Linked DNA regions of Mus musculus: regions 2, 3 and 4 are each linked to region 1. A link is a contact called in public ChIA-PET, Hi-C and promoter capture Hi-C data. All regions are on one chromosome and are shown on one strand. Each heading gives the region's core, a stretch centred on a gene start, on an enhancer-like site or on the middle of the called end of the contact. The rest is flanking DNA. Distances are from core to core; before and after follow the strand shown. Region 1 holds the start of Ier5 (immediate early response 5). Region 2 holds the start of 4930452N14Rik (RIKEN cDNA 4930452N14 gene). Region 3 holds the start of Qsox1 (quiescin Q6 sulfhydryl oxidase 1). Region 4 holds the start of Lhx4 (LIM homeobox protein 4).

The links. Promoter capture Hi-C pulls out the DNA fragments that hold promoters and counts their contacts. A called contact is a pair of places that touch in the nucleus more often than the background predicts. ChIA-PET counts read pairs in DNA pulled down with a chosen protein or histone mark.
Region 2: a promoter capture Hi-C map of hippocampal neurons shows a contact between it and region 1, with 2.8 times the contacts expected there. The contact joins the promoter of 4930452N14Rik here to the promoter of Ier5 in region 1. A contact is called at or near these places in 2 of 39 promoter capture datasets (hippocampal neurons and liver) and 1 of 115 datasets of contacts at active chromatin or transcription factors (stem cell-derived neural progenitor cells).
Region 3: a contact with region 1 is called in an RNA polymerase II ChIA-PET map of memory CD8 T cells, with 24 read pairs. The contact joins the promoter of Qsox1 here to the promoter of Ier5 in region 1. A contact is called at or near these places in 3 of 115 datasets of contacts at active chromatin or transcription factors (effector CD8 T cells, memory CD8 T cells and pancreatic cancer cells).
Region 4: a contact with region 1 is called in a Hi-C map of differentiating embryonic stem cells, with 4 times the contacts expected there. The contact joins the promoter of Lhx4 here to the promoter of Ier5 in region 1. A contact is called at or near these places in 1 of 39 promoter capture datasets (embryonic stem cells), 22 of 484 Hi-C or Micro-C datasets (differentiating embryonic stem cells and embryonic stem cells) and 9 of 115 datasets of contacts at active chromatin or transcription factors (bone marrow-derived macrophages, embryonic stem cells, memory CD8 T cells and 1 more).

What each region holds. Positions count from the first base shown.
Region 1 is chr1:155,097,638-155,101,320 of GRCm38.p6, forward strand. It overlaps Ier5 (immediate early response 5), which reads right to left and starts at 1,999. Exons shown (of 1, transcript NM_010500.2): 1 at 1-1,999. The coding sequence starts at 1,793. The coding sequence ends at 867.
Region 2 is chr1:154,255,120-154,258,802 of GRCm38.p6, forward strand. 4930452N14Rik (RIKEN cDNA 4930452N14 gene) reads right to left here and starts at 1,787. Exons shown (of 4, transcript NR_040629.1): 1 at 1,484-1,787; 2 at 921-993. It overlaps 4930532M18Rik (RIKEN cDNA 4930532M18 gene), which reads left to right and starts at 570. Exons shown (of 3, transcript NR_108050.1): 1 at 570-642.
Region 3 is chr1:155,810,958-155,814,640 of GRCm38.p6, forward strand. It overlaps Qsox1 (quiescin Q6 sulfhydryl oxidase 1), which reads right to left and starts at 1,942. Exons shown (of 12, transcript NM_001024945.1): 1 at 1,569-1,942. The coding sequence starts at 1,842.
Region 4 is chr1:155,740,360-155,744,042 of GRCm38.p6, forward strand. Lhx4 (LIM homeobox protein 4) reads right to left here and starts at 1,668. Exons shown (of 6, transcript NM_010712.2): 1 at 1,443-1,668. The coding sequence starts at 1,518.

The DNA.
Region 1 (3,683 bases), core at 749-3,248:
TTATACAACAAAGACTGGAGTCACCTTATCTACAAAGCCATAAGGTCCTTCCACTTAGAGCTCGTCTGTAAACTTTGTTTCATTAAACACTTTTTAAAAGCACTGTGTAGTAAGTTCTGAGCTAGAGCTTTTAAAAAATATATCTTTTCTCTATAAACTCCGTATTTCCAAGCTTGAACTCTTCTGTGAAGTTCAGCAAGCTTTTTTTCCCCTGTGGGGAATTGAAGGTCCCTTAATGTTCTGCTTTCCCAGAGTAATCACAGGGTAGAAGCGCTTCTTCTGTGCCAGAGAAAGGATGGGGAGGGAGAAAAATAATACAAGTCTCTACTCCAGACGAACTCCCTCTAGTCTGAGGAAATCCTGTGAGAAAACGCCACTCCGCGCCCCGGTGCGGTCGTAGCTTTCATGAGAGAGAGGTGTGTGTAAAGTCCCTCTCTCCCCCAAGATCGAACGGGGAACTCCCCTTCCTCGAGCCTTTCTGCAGCTTCCTTTTCTGTGCTGCTGGCAGAGGAAAGTCCCTGTCTGCACCCCCAAAGTCTCAAGCCCCGGGGAAGGGGTGGTGCATTCCAGAATCACAGAACAGTCTCAACACAAGACAAACTTACACACGGACACACACAGATACAAAAGTTAACGATCGATCGTCCTCTTCCAATAAGCCTCCAACTCTAGGTCTCAGGATGAGACTCGAGAGCCACGGCCCAGCCGGGCTGCCCCTTCTGGGGCGATGTGCTGCCCGGCAGCAACCAGTCTCCCCTACGCGCCCAGCGCCTACGGTCTCGGCTCGTCCTCGCGGCCGGGAGAGGCCCCGGCCGCACTTCGGGGACTCCCGCTGCTCAAGCTCCAGCCACTCGGGTCCCGGGGGCTCAGAAGGCCACGATGGCTGTGCTCCAGGGGCTCATGTCTCTCAGCACCGGCTTGTCGCAGCAGATCTGCCCCGGCTCGGCGGCTTCCGGGCCGCCCTCCTCCGCCTCCTCTTCCTCTCGGCCGCCTGCGGGGCTTTTCCGTAGGAGTCCCGAGAAGCTAGACCCGAAGATGCTGATGAGGTTTGCCACGTTCCCGGTCTCCATCTCCTCGTCGGTGTCGTCCTCGCCGGTGACTGGCTGCTCCTCCGAGTTCCGGCGCGGCTTCTTGAGAGGGGTAGAGCCGGGTGCCGAGCAGCTCGCGCGGCCGCCACCCACTCCCGCTGCGCCACGCTTCCTGGGACACGGGGCGGGTGGCGCGGGGGACCCGTCCTCGGAGGACCGCTCCTCCACGGCCGGGGGACAGCCGCACGGGCGGCGCACTGCCCGGGGCCCCTCGGGGCACGCGTCCGAGCCACCTCCTGAAGACGCCGCGCGCGGACGCTCCACGCGGCCCCAAGCAGCTGCCGCCGAGTCCTCCTCTCCGCCCCGGAGAGCTTCCCCCGATCCGGCCACCGCGGCCACCGGTTCTGAGCTTCCCGCTCCGGGCGTGTGGCACACGGAGGGACGCTGAGGCTGAGGCTGCGGCTGAGGCTCGGGCTCCGGCCAGGCGGCACGGGCGACCGGCGGGGGCGGCTCTCCCCAGCCGGAGGGTGGCCCGGCTACAGGCTCTCCAGGCTGCTGAGGCGGCGGCACCGCCGGGGTCCCCGCAGGGCCAGCCAGGTAGAGGCCAGGGCAGGGGTCACTCAGGTAGACTTGGCGGGCGCTGCGCAGCACCAACGACACCAAGAGGTTCTTGTGCAGCTTGATGCCGCCGCGCTGGACCCGCGAGTTGTAGATCTTGCCCAGGGAGATGCTGACGATGCGGTGAGCCTCCAGCTTGAACTCCATCCTGCCTTCGCTTCCAGACGATAGGGTGAACGCCTGCTTGCCTTCTGAAGCTGCGAGAGGAGCTGTAGGCGGGATCAGGTCTTCCTCTGTGGTTGTACCCTCGGCGTCTGAAAGCTCGGTGGAGAAAAGACCTGGTGACGCGTAGTCCCCCTCCGCCGCTTCCCTTCAGACAACAGAACCGTTCTGAGCCGGACTCTAAACTGAGCGCTGCGGGGCCACACTGCACCTTATATATGCTCCTCGAACGCCAATCACAAAGCGCCGCTAACCGTTCTGGGCGGGCAGATGTGCCTCGTGCTCCGCCCCCGACCAATCAGAGGCAGAGGAGGGGCCCCAGGGCCTGTTCAAACGTTAGTCCCGCGGAGCAAGCTCTTAAAGGGGGAGATTGCAGGCAGCCCATTGATCATGTGCGGTGGGATTTGTGTTCAGAGGCGTTGATAGAGGAGAACGAGGCCCACAGAACTGTATGTAGTAAGGGATTCCGCTTTGTGATGTACCTTAGCACACTGACTGGAACTTTCATTCGTTTAGTGTGCTGGAATCTACTGCACAATAAAATTCAGTTCCTTTCATACACAATTTCCAGCTGCTCATAGCTGTTTCAGCTGTAATTTCTGGTCATTCTTGGCAGAAATGGAAGCGATGACAATATATGACAACTAGCACGATATATTTGAGATATTATGTTGGAGTTAGCCCCTTTCCCATTAGCGTTATACTCAGCATTTAACTACAAACAAAAGGGAACGTTCTAGAAATACCCAAGCTTCTGCCTTATGAAGGAACAGAATTCAGGTACAACGTTGTTTGTTCTCACCTAAAGCTGGCATCTTTCATTTCGTTCCCCAGATTCTCAGTTATCACATATTTTAAATGGAAGATGTTACCTATTTCTCCACAATGGTTTTCTTTGTTTGTCTGTTTGTTTAATACCCCCCCCCCACACACACACACAATAAGTAACTGATCTATTTTGGGGGAAATCTAGTAAGTTCTAAAAATACAAATAAGTTCTGGTTTCCCATGTTGATTATGTAAATTGTTTTTTGTCAAGTATGGGGGGAGGGTTCCTAAAATTTTTCTGGTCAGTCAATGTAGTCCCATCCACTGAGTCTTGCAAATCCCTGTCAGAAGGACCATGACAAGATTGTACTGGTGCCTGATGGCTCTGTAAATTGCCTTATGGCCCTGAAGTTTCAAATATAAAATGAAGAAATCACAGATACACCTTCTTTATTACACAGAAGATAAATGGCAACTCTCAGAGTCAATCTAAATAATAAAGTTAACCACAGCTTACACGGTGTCTATGTGAAAGGTTTGCCTGACCCTACAATAGGTTTGGCCATTTACATGGAAGAAATACTAGTGAGAGGTAGGCTTGATTAAGAGCCAGTTCACAACCAGGATGCCTTCAGATCTGATGGTTTGGGGGATGCTAACTTTGGCCACTATTACTGCTACAACTGAAGCCCAGAGTCCCTCCCTTCTAGGAATTCTCAGCCCACATAGAGAAGGAGAGAAAATAATTATAACATGTAGCAACAGCAACATATGTTCAGTAATAGCATGAGGTTCTTCTCCGTTTTCTCTCTTGGAAAATCTTTTTTATTTTATTTTATTTTTTGACAAATATTTATTGGGTATTGAAATCCAAGACCACATCTAGATCCTGACCACTCACCCTTAAAGCAACAGAGTTGTCCCTACTTCATCTTCAGGTTTCCTAAGAAGAGCAGACCAGTGAGGCTCTGATGGGGCCCAGTGCATTACAAGTGAGAGTGTATCAGGTAATGCTGCATCTCACAGACAGATTTATCGATGCCGCGTAGTAAGTAGCACTTGAACGAGTGTACAGACATATCCCATGTTCCTGTCTAACACAGCTCG
Region 2 (3,683 bases), core at 537-3,036, 840 kb before region 1:
GGATTAAAGTTCTTTAAAGTTCTGTAGTGATTAAAAGTGCCTTTCCTGCAACAAGACCCAGCTGTTTGGTTTAGTTTTATATTGCTTTGTGTGTAGAAAAAAAAAGCCATCTATTGAGGTAAGAGTTTTAGAAGGAAGGGCAAGAGTAAGAAAGGGCTGAAGAAGGTGGGGAAATGCCAAGTGTTTTCTGTAGGGAAATGGAAACAGTACCCAAAGGGAACCAGCGTCTGGAATGTGGGAGCACTCAGGGCTGGGATTAGGGCTAGGTCTTTCTCTAGCAATCAGTCATACAAATGAACAGAGAGGAAGGAAGGAAGGAAGGAAGGAAGGAAGGAAGGAAGGAAGGAAGGAAGGAAGGAAGGAAGGAAGGCAGGCAGGCAGGCAGGCAGGGAGGGAGGGAGGGAGGGAGGAAGGAAGGAAGGAAGGAAGGAAGGAAGGAAGGAAGGAAGGAAGGAAGGAAGGAAACAGGACATTGGTGTGTGTAAGGTCAGAAGCCTGCATGGTTGACTATAGAGCAAGACAAAAAGTACTCTCTAAAGACAACTGCTTATGACCTGGGCTACACTCCCATTGTGACAACGAGAAAGTGGCCACAGGGGAAGAACAAGGAAGATGGGAGGAGGGTGTTGATTGCCCAACTAAGTAAGAAAGGGCAGAGAGAGAGAGAGAGAGAGAGAGAGAGAGAGAAAGAGAGAGAGAGAGAGAGGAGTATGAAAGAGATAAGGTCCAAAAGGAGTTAAGACCGAGTATCTGCAGGGCTTACCTGGCACTCTGAAGCCCAAATCCCTAGGAGACCCCAATATCTTCTCATGGGCCCCAACAAAAGAAGCTGGCCCTACCTCATGGCTCCCCTCCCCTTTTATTCCCAAAGATCCCAGACTATCATAGGTTTAGTGGTTGAGGCAGCCCACCTAACTTACACTTTCCAAAAGTCAGATGAAAACAGCCATTGGGAATTCAGAAGTCCCTCCCAGGAGGGTGTGGCCCAGCTGCCTGCAGGGCAAGCTTTCAAATGGTTAGTTACTTTAGGAAAATGAAGTCATGTAATAACTATTCTCTCTCTCCCACTTCTCTTACTAACATCCCACTCTCTTTTTTAGGGAACAATGTTCTCTCCTGTCTGCTGCTATACATATGGAGACTGGGAGAGTGGGTATTTGATTTCCCTAGACTTGAAATTGAATCCATTTCCACTTTGACATTGTCTCTCTTTTACCTGTGCCTCCTTTCATCGTCCTTTGGTCTCATTGCTCAGTGGCCAACTTCTCCTCCCTCCCATCCCACATCTCTGTTTCATTATTTTGGATTTCCATTTACTGTTCTTCCCATCAAGAAGAGCATGGGAACACAGTCTTCCTTATTAGAGTGGACTGTTGCTTTGGAGGTCTTTAGCATGCAATGAGTGAGCTACCTGTCACCTCCGGAAACATCCCGGGTTTCTGCCAGCTCTTCCCCCCTGCTGCTCCTGCCCTCCAGATCATACCTCTAGTAGCTTGACATGATGGGGCCACTTTAAAACTGTGAGAATTGTCCCTATTCATAGGTCCAAAAGGAGACTCAGTGGGTGGTACCATTAGCTCTAAAGCTTGAAGCAGATTGCAATTGTCTTGCTCAGAAGAGAGAATCCCAAGTCAGAGCTTTTTTTTTTTTTTTTTTTTTTTCTTTTTGATAAAATATTCTGGACCAGATTTCAAGCTGCTCTGGCACCAAACAAGAATCTTCCTGTTCTTGATGCGATACGTTTCCCCACCGAAACGATTTCAGACTTGCCAATCACAGGCAGGAGCTCCTGACGCTTATTTGCAGGATCCGTGACAACCATTGTCTTACCCCATAATATCCCGCTTCCTTCTAGCCCTCCCCAGAACCGGAATAGAGCTCCTGCGGTTCAGTATGCAGGGGATCTGTTGCGAAAACAACAGACAGCTTCCTTTCAATATTTCATCATAGAGTCACATATTTTTGATACACGGTATTTCAAAGTCGACAACTGGGGACAGAAGATGAGCTCTTTGTGGGGCAGTGAGCCAGACGGAAGCAAGCACCAACCTTTGGAGCTCCCCCTTCGCATTATGGAGATGCCGTCAGCTCACTGGACCACCTGCTTTTCTATCAGGAAGATCAGTGTAGACCATGACTGGGAACAGTTGGAAGGCAGGGTCCTTGTTCTTCATGGCACCTGAAAGATGTAAGCTCTCTTGTGGCAGAACTGAGTTGAATCTGGAGTTGGCAGTAGCTCACAAGGTTGTTCATATAGACATCTAGTTCAGGGGCTCATTTTCAAACCTGAGCCCAGAGAGCATTAGGATCCAGTGGCATGTAGGTTAAAAGGTTATCAGGACAGAGATACAGATGCAAGCCTGTTTCATGAGCAATAGAGTTTGAAGAACGAGGTGATCGCCAGTGTTCTGTGGTTATTATTATTTTTAATTACAAAAAAACTATAGACCTTTAAATTTTTATTTTTCTTATTTAAAATACAAAATATTAGGTTTCCTTGTGGCATTTCCCAAAGAAAACAATGTTTGTTGTGTAGCCTTCTTCCTCCTCCTAGCCATTATCCCGCTGTACTCTTCCCACCCCTAGTACCTCTGTCTGTTTTCATATCACTAGTCCCTTTGTCTTACCATCTTCCTCAATGCCTCTTGTCCCCCCTCCCATGGTCTAGGTTCATAGCCTATGCCTACTCACACCTAGCCCCCCCACCCCCTGTTTACATACATACAAACACTGAAGGCTAGGATTTACATATTAAAGACTATGCCTTCCTGAGTCTGGATCACCTCACTTATAATAGTTTACAGATGTACCCATTTTTCTGGAAATTCCATAATCTCACTTTCCTTAGCATTTGAGTCTTTAAAATGCCACTGAGCCTTTTGGATGAACAAAGGAGACCAAGTTGAGTTGTTACCTCAATAGACCTCTGCGCATCACTCTGGGATGGGCAGATCCATTCCAGACCTCTCACATTTATACACGAGGAAATGGAAGTGTCAAGAGGAAGTGGCGTGCTCACTGACCTTTGACCTACTGGCCCTTCTGGATTGGAGCCCATCAGCCTTGCTGTGCACTCCTGAGGCTGCCACACAGCTGCTTGCATCCACACAGCCGCCTGCATCTACATAGCATAGCACAGAAACAATCAAATGAATAAGCCAATACCATGACTCTGATGTCAAACGCTTGTTTTCGGTGTGACATTTTGAAGATTGATAACCTGTGACTGCTAAGAATTATGCCGAAACTCTGAAGGTCCTCAGAGAATACATTTTCCCCTCGTGTGAGCCATGCAGTTCCCAAATTTCAGATCCATGTGAGGCGTTGTTATACCCTGCCTTATATTTTATTCATTTAGTTTAAGCCATCATTTCATTTTTTTTTAAAGGGCAAATGATTCCTACAGCAAGAACCTTTACAGGCAGATGCAAAGCCCTGTGCTGAAACTGAGGAAAAAAAAATTTTTTAAATGCCAAGAAAACCAGTTAAACGTGTGTGGAGCATTAGCTAGGGAGGTGTGCATGCGTTGGAGTGGGGGTGTCTTCTGAGTCATTGCCCTAAATTTAGCAATGCAGTTTTTCTTTCTTTCTTTTTCTTTTTTTTTAAATAAGCCTTTAAGAGCTGGTTCCCAGAGATCCTGTTATTTCTCTGCATGTGCCTTACGTAAGGCTTTGTCACAGGCC
Region 3 (3,683 bases), core at 692-3,191, 710 kb after region 1:
GACCCGTCACACGGATGATGGGGACGGAGAGGCATGTGGGTTAAGTATAAATTGGAAGCAAGGGAAAAGAGCTTCTAGGTGCGGCTAAAACTTATTTTGGGGGACAGGCAGTGGTGGCACCCAAGAGGTAGAGGCAGGTGGATCTCTGTGAGTTGAAGGTCAACCTGGTCTACAGAGTGAGTTCCCAGACAGCCAGGGCTACACAGAGAAATCCTGTCTTGAAGAAAAAAAAAAATTTTTTTTTTTTTTGAAAACTACACACCATTCCATGAGACCACTTCAGTAAGCACTTTGCCAGCCGCTCAGGGGAGGGGGAGATGAAGTCCAAGATGACCTTGGACAAAGGCGCTCTTTACACCCATCTGAGCTTGTGGAGAACCATCAACTACACAGGAGAGGGGCTGAGGGGCTAGTTTTCCTGTCTCTAGAACGCCTGGCCCTAACTAAGACACAGTTTTCTCATCCAACTATTACTTCGGGTTAAGAGCTCTGCTAGTCCCCTGCCTGGCACCACAAACTAGGAAACACACTCATCAGAGAAGTGACAAAGTCAGGAACCAGTCCCCACAACCATGCCACTCCTGCTCCCCACCCCTCCCCTTACCCACCCCCAGCACCCTTGACTTGAGTTAGAAAGATGTGTGTATAGCAGGGAATCTTTAAGCTGTAGAGAGGAAATTCTGTCGTGTCCACAGTACAGAGTCTACTATTTAAGCACTTGGTCTATAATAATTACCATTATTATGTTCCCTCATCTGCAAGTCTTAATTTTTCAATATTTTAACATTCCTATAATACAGCACACTTTAAAAATCCCTATACGTTTGGTGGTTTTCTTATCCTGCTACCCCTTAGGCTGTAATTAAATGAAGAGTGGGTCCCGTAATTGGCATTTTAGAATGGAGGAATAGCCAGACCAGTGACTGGAGCATGGAGCACGGGCCAATCACACACCACAGGCATACATATAGTTTAGTCTCATGGGCTTAAAGGCTAAGGTCTAAGCGAGTCCAGACCCAAGGAGAAGAGAAATAAGAATGTGGCCTGGAAGCTAAGGTGCTAGAGGTAGCAGGTCAAGAGAAGCCTGGACTGGACAGGCAAAGAGGAAAACCACCCGATGAAGACAGACATCTACCTCATAGGTAAGGATGAGAAAGGAAATGTGTATACCAACTATGTAACTTGCCACGGGGGGTGGAGAAAAGTGGTGGGGGCGGTAGAATGAATGCCAACTCTCTATCCAGCACTGTTCCACCTCGACTACTAGGGAAGTTGGCAAGAAGGGATCCCTGGATGAGGAAGGAGGCTGCTACAAAGCTGGATTGGAGAAAGGCTCAGAGAAGAGCACAGGGAACAAGAAAACCCTCTCGAAGGATAGAGACAAAGACTTGTCAGAGGAAGACGCAGGAGCAGAGGACTGAGGGGACGCGGCCAGGGAGAACTTAAAGGCTATGGATTGGGGGAGGGGAGGGACTGCGATGGACCAAGGAAGCCGCGAGGGAGGGGACGAGCTAGCGGGACGGTTGGCAGGACCTGCCGGTGGGTCGGGGAAGGCCTCCACTTCTCACCTTTCACGTCGTTAGCAAGCTCCTTCCACGTCGGGGCGAAGGCGATGCAGTGGCCACACCAGGAGGCGAAGAACTCCACCGCCCAGGCGCTGCTGGAGCCGAGCACAGTGGGACGCACCGAATCAGCATCCAGCAGCGTCAGCGGGTCAGAGGACGAGTAGAGCACTGAGAGCCGGGCCGCGTAAGCGCCGGGCCCCGAGAAGAGCAGAGGCGAGAGCAGCAGCAGTAGTAGCAGCAGCGATGGCGGCCCCGAGAGGCGGCCGCACCTCCTCATCCTAGGCGGCTTGAATGTCCACCTCCTTCAAGTTTGTGACTAGTCAGTATCCGGAGCCTGCCGCGCACCAACAGCCTCCGCCCCGGAGGAGGAGGAGGAGCTAAGAGGCTCCGCCCCGAGGCGGGGCCGACTCCCGGGACCGCCCCTGCGAGCGTGTGAGCTGCCAGAGCCGGGGTCCCGGTGCTGGTGGGCGCTCCGCGGTTCCCATCCCCCGGCGAGCCAGACCTCCGAGCTGGGTCCGGAAACGAGTGCCGCCCGGGACCTCAGGCCGCACTCGAGGTCGTTGAGGGGGCCGGGGCAACGTTTGGCCGCTCTCGGCCCCCGTATCCTACGGAAGCGGAGTCCGTTGGCATAGTCGTTACAGATTTATCTTGTTCCTGGAAAGTTCCAGGGGGCTCCTTCTCGCAGTTTTCACATTGGGAATTCGAAGTAGGTGGGAGAAAAGAGCCAGGAGGTAGGACATTGTGATTGTCAAGGCCCACAGGAGCCAGAAGCACGCACGCCTCCGGAGGCCCCACCGTCTAGGGAGCTATTGCTGGAGGGCTTCCTACGAGGGGACAGGACGCCCTCTCCCACAGTTGGCTGGGCTCTGCTGCCTTGGAGTCAAGGTTTCTTTGGCATTGACATCCCTCCACCCTTTGTTGGGTTGATTCCTTCAGGTTGGACTCCCTCCCCACAGCTCAGATGCTATATTGCCCTCAGCCTACTCAGCCTCATGCTCCTATGTTCTCTCAAGTATCCGGATCAACTAAGCTTGTGTCCACAAGTAAGAAAGTGATAGTGAATTTTCCTATGGCCACCTTTTGTACCTCGGGTGCCTTGTGAGATATCTTGAAGTGAATAGGTCATCCTCAGAATTGTCACACTGGCCTTTTTCTTTTGTATCTCTGGATTAGTTAGCCCTCTCTGTGACCCCTTGGCCTAGCCCTTAAGGTGTGTTACTCCTTTCCTTCATAAGAAACTGAGTAACGTCTCTGTGCCAGTCATGCACCAGATATTAAGAATGAGGTGATAAAAGACTGAGGGGTGTGGAACTTACAATGGGGACAGATGGTATGCAAGTGAATGTAGGTTGACTGATGACAAATATCAAGGGGAGCTATGGTTATAATAGGAGGTGGTCAGGGACAGGGACATCTGATATTTGAAGGGACCGACCGAGTCAGTAATACCGCTGAAGACCAAATACAGGTTTGTAATCTTAAAAAATAACAAACCAAAGGGCATGGTGGGGCATGTCTAAAGCCTCAGATACTCTGTAGGCTGGGATGGAACAATATGAATGCCAGGCCAACTTGGGCTACATAGTGTCTCAAAAATAAAAACAACCAAATTATTATATAAATTTCTTATCCTTTTATCTAGATCTTTCTGATAATCTGAAAACCAGTTTCTTTTTTCTGGAGTTCTTGAATTCCCCCAAGATGTCCAGTAGAGTTTGTTGGCTTTGAGGGTAACTGGTTCCTGCCTTCCTCGTTTCCCTCCTGTTTCCACTCTGTTGTATTCCATTATGGGCACAATTTTAACAGCCTTCTTTGCATATCTGAGCCTCGCACACGCTTCCTAGAAAGAGAGACCTTGGGAAAGGGTCAGAGCAGGCTATGTGTCTAAGTGCTGCCTGTTGCTAGAAAGGCAGCATTTTAGGGTCTCAGGTGTTGGAAGCATAATTTTAAGTCTGTTGGCATATGGGCTGTTTGTTTTTGAGGCAGGCCTATTATGTAACTTTGGCTATTCTGGAGCTCACTGTGTAGCCCAGAATGGCCTTGAACTCACAGAGATAATCCTGCCTCTGCCTCTCAAATGCTGGGATTAAAGGCATGTGTTACCTACCATCACCACCC
Region 4 (3,683 bases), core at 418-2,917, 640 kb after region 1:
AGGGTTTGCTTTTCTGTTTGTTTAGGAGATGAGAATCAACAAGCTGTTGGAAGCAATTACCAACACTGCTTACAGAATACGCTGACAGTCAATTCTCCAAGGCGCAGCGAACTTTGCAACTGTTCGCCAACAGGCGACACAAGAACTGTAGGCTACAGCGGAGGAACAATCTAAAACAGGCTCAAATGAAGCTATCTCTTCCATTTTTCTCTCAAAAACTTTACAATAAATCTCAAGACATTGGCTGGACAGCCCGCCCTGAGATTTGTGTTACAGAACCCCTGCGATGGAGAGGCAGGGCGCAGGAGGGCGCGCTGCTGCGCCGGGGATCGTAGGTAGTCTCCATCCCTGGGTGAGCCTGCTCTTACTTACAATAAACTCCTACCGCATCACTAAAGCAGTCGTAAGCGGAAGTGTAGTCTCTTGGCAAGCCCATCGAGGGAACCCTTCATCTCTCTAGGGTACCCAGGGGCACCTAGCCCAGTGCAGCCGTTTGTAAACCCAGACTTAACCAGGAGCCCGCAAGCGCGCGCTAAGCCTGAGAACCTGTTCGGGTCTCTGCACAGATTGCTTCTATCTGTTCAGGAGTCGGAAACACAGACAGATTCCCACCCGGAAAATCTCTGCCGTGTGTGCACATCCGTACAAACCAGAAACCTGGGGTGAGAGACCTGCCGTAACTAATTGCAGGCTCTGGAAGAAATTGAGAGAGCTAGCAAAGTGCCCACACGTCTGAGTCTCTCTCCCTCTTCCAGCCCCGCGCCACTAAGATTGCCTACCCTCGCCTAAGCAAAGGCTGCACGCACAACTTCGTTCCAGAGCTTCTCGCCGCTGCATTCCTCGGCTAGCTGGAATGTGGCGAGTGCATTCGCTCACCCGGAGCAGTCTGCTGGCGGCAACACAGGCGGCGGGTGCCCCGGGCAGCAGTGACTGGGGACTCAATCAAGTGCTCGAACTGCCGAAACCAAGAGTGTGACAGGGGGCTTCTGTACAGCCCTGCGACCCGGGACGCGCTCTCCAACTTCCCGCCAGCTGGGGTAAAGTTGTACCAGCGGTTCTGCGAGCTTTGGCCATTGCCGCGAAAGGTAATCAATTGGGGGACCACTTTTGCCCTCGGGCCTGGCCTGTAGCTGGAAACCTCTGTTGTCCCCAAACAGCATCCTCCCTAGGGTTCTCATAAAAGCGACGGCCCAAAGATGCTACTTTCTATACCCTTGGGCCCTCCACGAACAGTATCCCGGAATCTTTCGAATTCGATCCCAAATTGCCAAGAGTCAAGCCCTTCAAACACTGACTGGTAGTACCCCAGCTCTGTGACCGCCTCTGCACCCCGACCCCTCCCGGTCAGTGCCTTGAACGGCGCGTCCGGCCTCCCCGCACCCGCTGAGGCTGTTAGCTGTCTTGTTATCAAATTAAATTAGCGAGAAAGGAGGGTGTCTTACGTTGCATCGGCACACCGAGCATCTCCGGGAGCCCCTTGACAGCCCCCTCCGCGGGGACAGCCGCGCTCTGCATCATCTTGGAGCCAGAGGCAGCAAGTCGCAGTCTACCGAGATCTCTCGCTCTCTCCCTCTGGCTGGATTCGGAAATTTGAAAATAATAATAATAAAACCAACCAGGCCGCTGAAGTCACAGAGGAAACCGAGCCCTCCGCGTCTCCGGGAGGACTCCACAAGCTGGCTGGCCCCCTCCCCCGCCAGTCCTCAGGCTGTTTCAAATCCCTTTGATCTCGCTCTCCCGGGCTGGTGCACATCCCGGGTTGAGGAGACACTGTTGCTGCAGCTCTGGCTCCCCCCCTTCCCTTCCCCGCCCTCCTCTCCCCCTCCCCCTCCACCCTTCGCGTGCCGGCTGCCCTGGAGGCCGCGGTCACCCAGGCATTTTGATTCATTCACACTGCAGGAGCGGCCGTGACGTCGCTTTCCGCAGGGAAGCCCGCCCTCCAGCTAGTGCTGCCAACCGGGCAGCCCGCTGCAGACCCCCGGCTAGCCAGAGTAGGGGGCGAGAAGTAGGGGGGGTTCGGTAGCCCCGAATCTGGTCGGAGGTGCGGGAGGGCGGGGCCGCCTGATAGGGGGCGGGGCCTGCAGCCCCTCCCCCACCCTGCCGTGCGGGCTCGCGCCCCGGTATAAATACTGCGGCGGGCTGGGCCGCGGCAGCAGGTGGTCCCGGAGCGCAGGGACCACGCAGAGCTGGTTTCTGCCAGCTTTGGGGATTCCCCGCTCGCCCCCAGCATCGGTCCTCTAGGATCAAGGAGGGGGCGCGGTGGGCCAGGACCCAGCGGACCCTGGGTTGGCGCTCCGAGTTCAGAGCTTCTCCAGCCCACGGAGCGTGTTCTGTAACTGGATGATTCCATCCATCCTCCACTTGTTTTTTTTTTTTTTTTCCTGGCCAGTTCCTTTCCGGCCGGTACTAACCAGACCCTACTCTCTCTCCCCCGCGTCTGGCTGAGGCAGGGCCAGGGACAGCTCGTACTCGGCCGGGAACGCGCGAGTCACGCAGTGGGCCGCCACGGAGCCGGATGGAGGCAGGCGGCCTGGGCCGCGCACGAAGGTGGCCGGGCGCGGGTCTTCGTGCGCGCCCACACTCGCCTCGGCCTTCCGCCACAGTCGGCACTCTCACCACCCGAGGTCCAGTCCTAGTCCCACGCCTCCCAGCCGCCCGCCCTCCCAACTGGGTCTCCAGCCGGCGTCCACCCAGATCCGCCCTCTCTGGCTCCTGGAGACTGCTCGGCCGAACCGGCTGCCACTGCGGGCACTTTGAACGATCCCTGGCCGCGTGTGTACTGGGCGGAGGCGTGCACCGGGCCCCCGGGGCTGACCAGCAAAGGGCGTGCATTGCTGTTGTGTTTAACACACACACAGAGACTCACACACAGACACAAACGCGCGCGTAGAAAACTCATTCTTCCCATTCTCATTCCTGGAGGCAATAAAGCAAAGATCAATGCTGGGACGAAGTCGCTAGCACTTTTTCAAACACTCGACGCCTCCTGACCACCGGCTCTAGAAACCTACCGGGTCAGCCCTGGGCCCAGCCACAGCCACCTCGGACACTACCATTCCTAATTTAATTGCCGACTTCAAGTCAGATGGGTCTTTACAACCAAATGGGACCCTGCGCTGAGAAGTTTTGTTTTTGTTTTTACTCCTGGTGTTTTAGGGTTGGTGATGGAGGAGGATGGACAGTAAGAGGGGTGGCTGTGTGTGCTACTTAGGATCTGTGTCCAATGAGGTCACAGCAATTTCTATGGGTCCTAGCACTAACGAGGGTCCTGTCTTGCTGTTTACTGAGCTGTCTACACAAATTGAGAAAATACGGTGGAAATGCTAATTTCATTAGCAACCAAACACACAAGAAAAAAACCAACCAAACAAACCAGTGTAGCCCCAACCGTTTGTTTATTGGTTTGTTCCTACAACCTGGGAGGAAATAGGATTTCAGTTGGTAAGGATGTTTATAAATGGTTCTCTCTCAGGCATTGCTGTTGTCTTTATAAACTCTTAATATCCATTTGGGAAGATATTTGAGGAAATTTATCCAAACCATAAAATTTTCCTATATTTTAGTTCATGTAATTCCATTTTGAGTGTTCAATACACACAAAAGTAACCTAGAATATTTTTTAAAGATTCATGCATGAAGATCTTTATTACAGCACTATAATCTGGAGGGAAGTTTTACCTAAA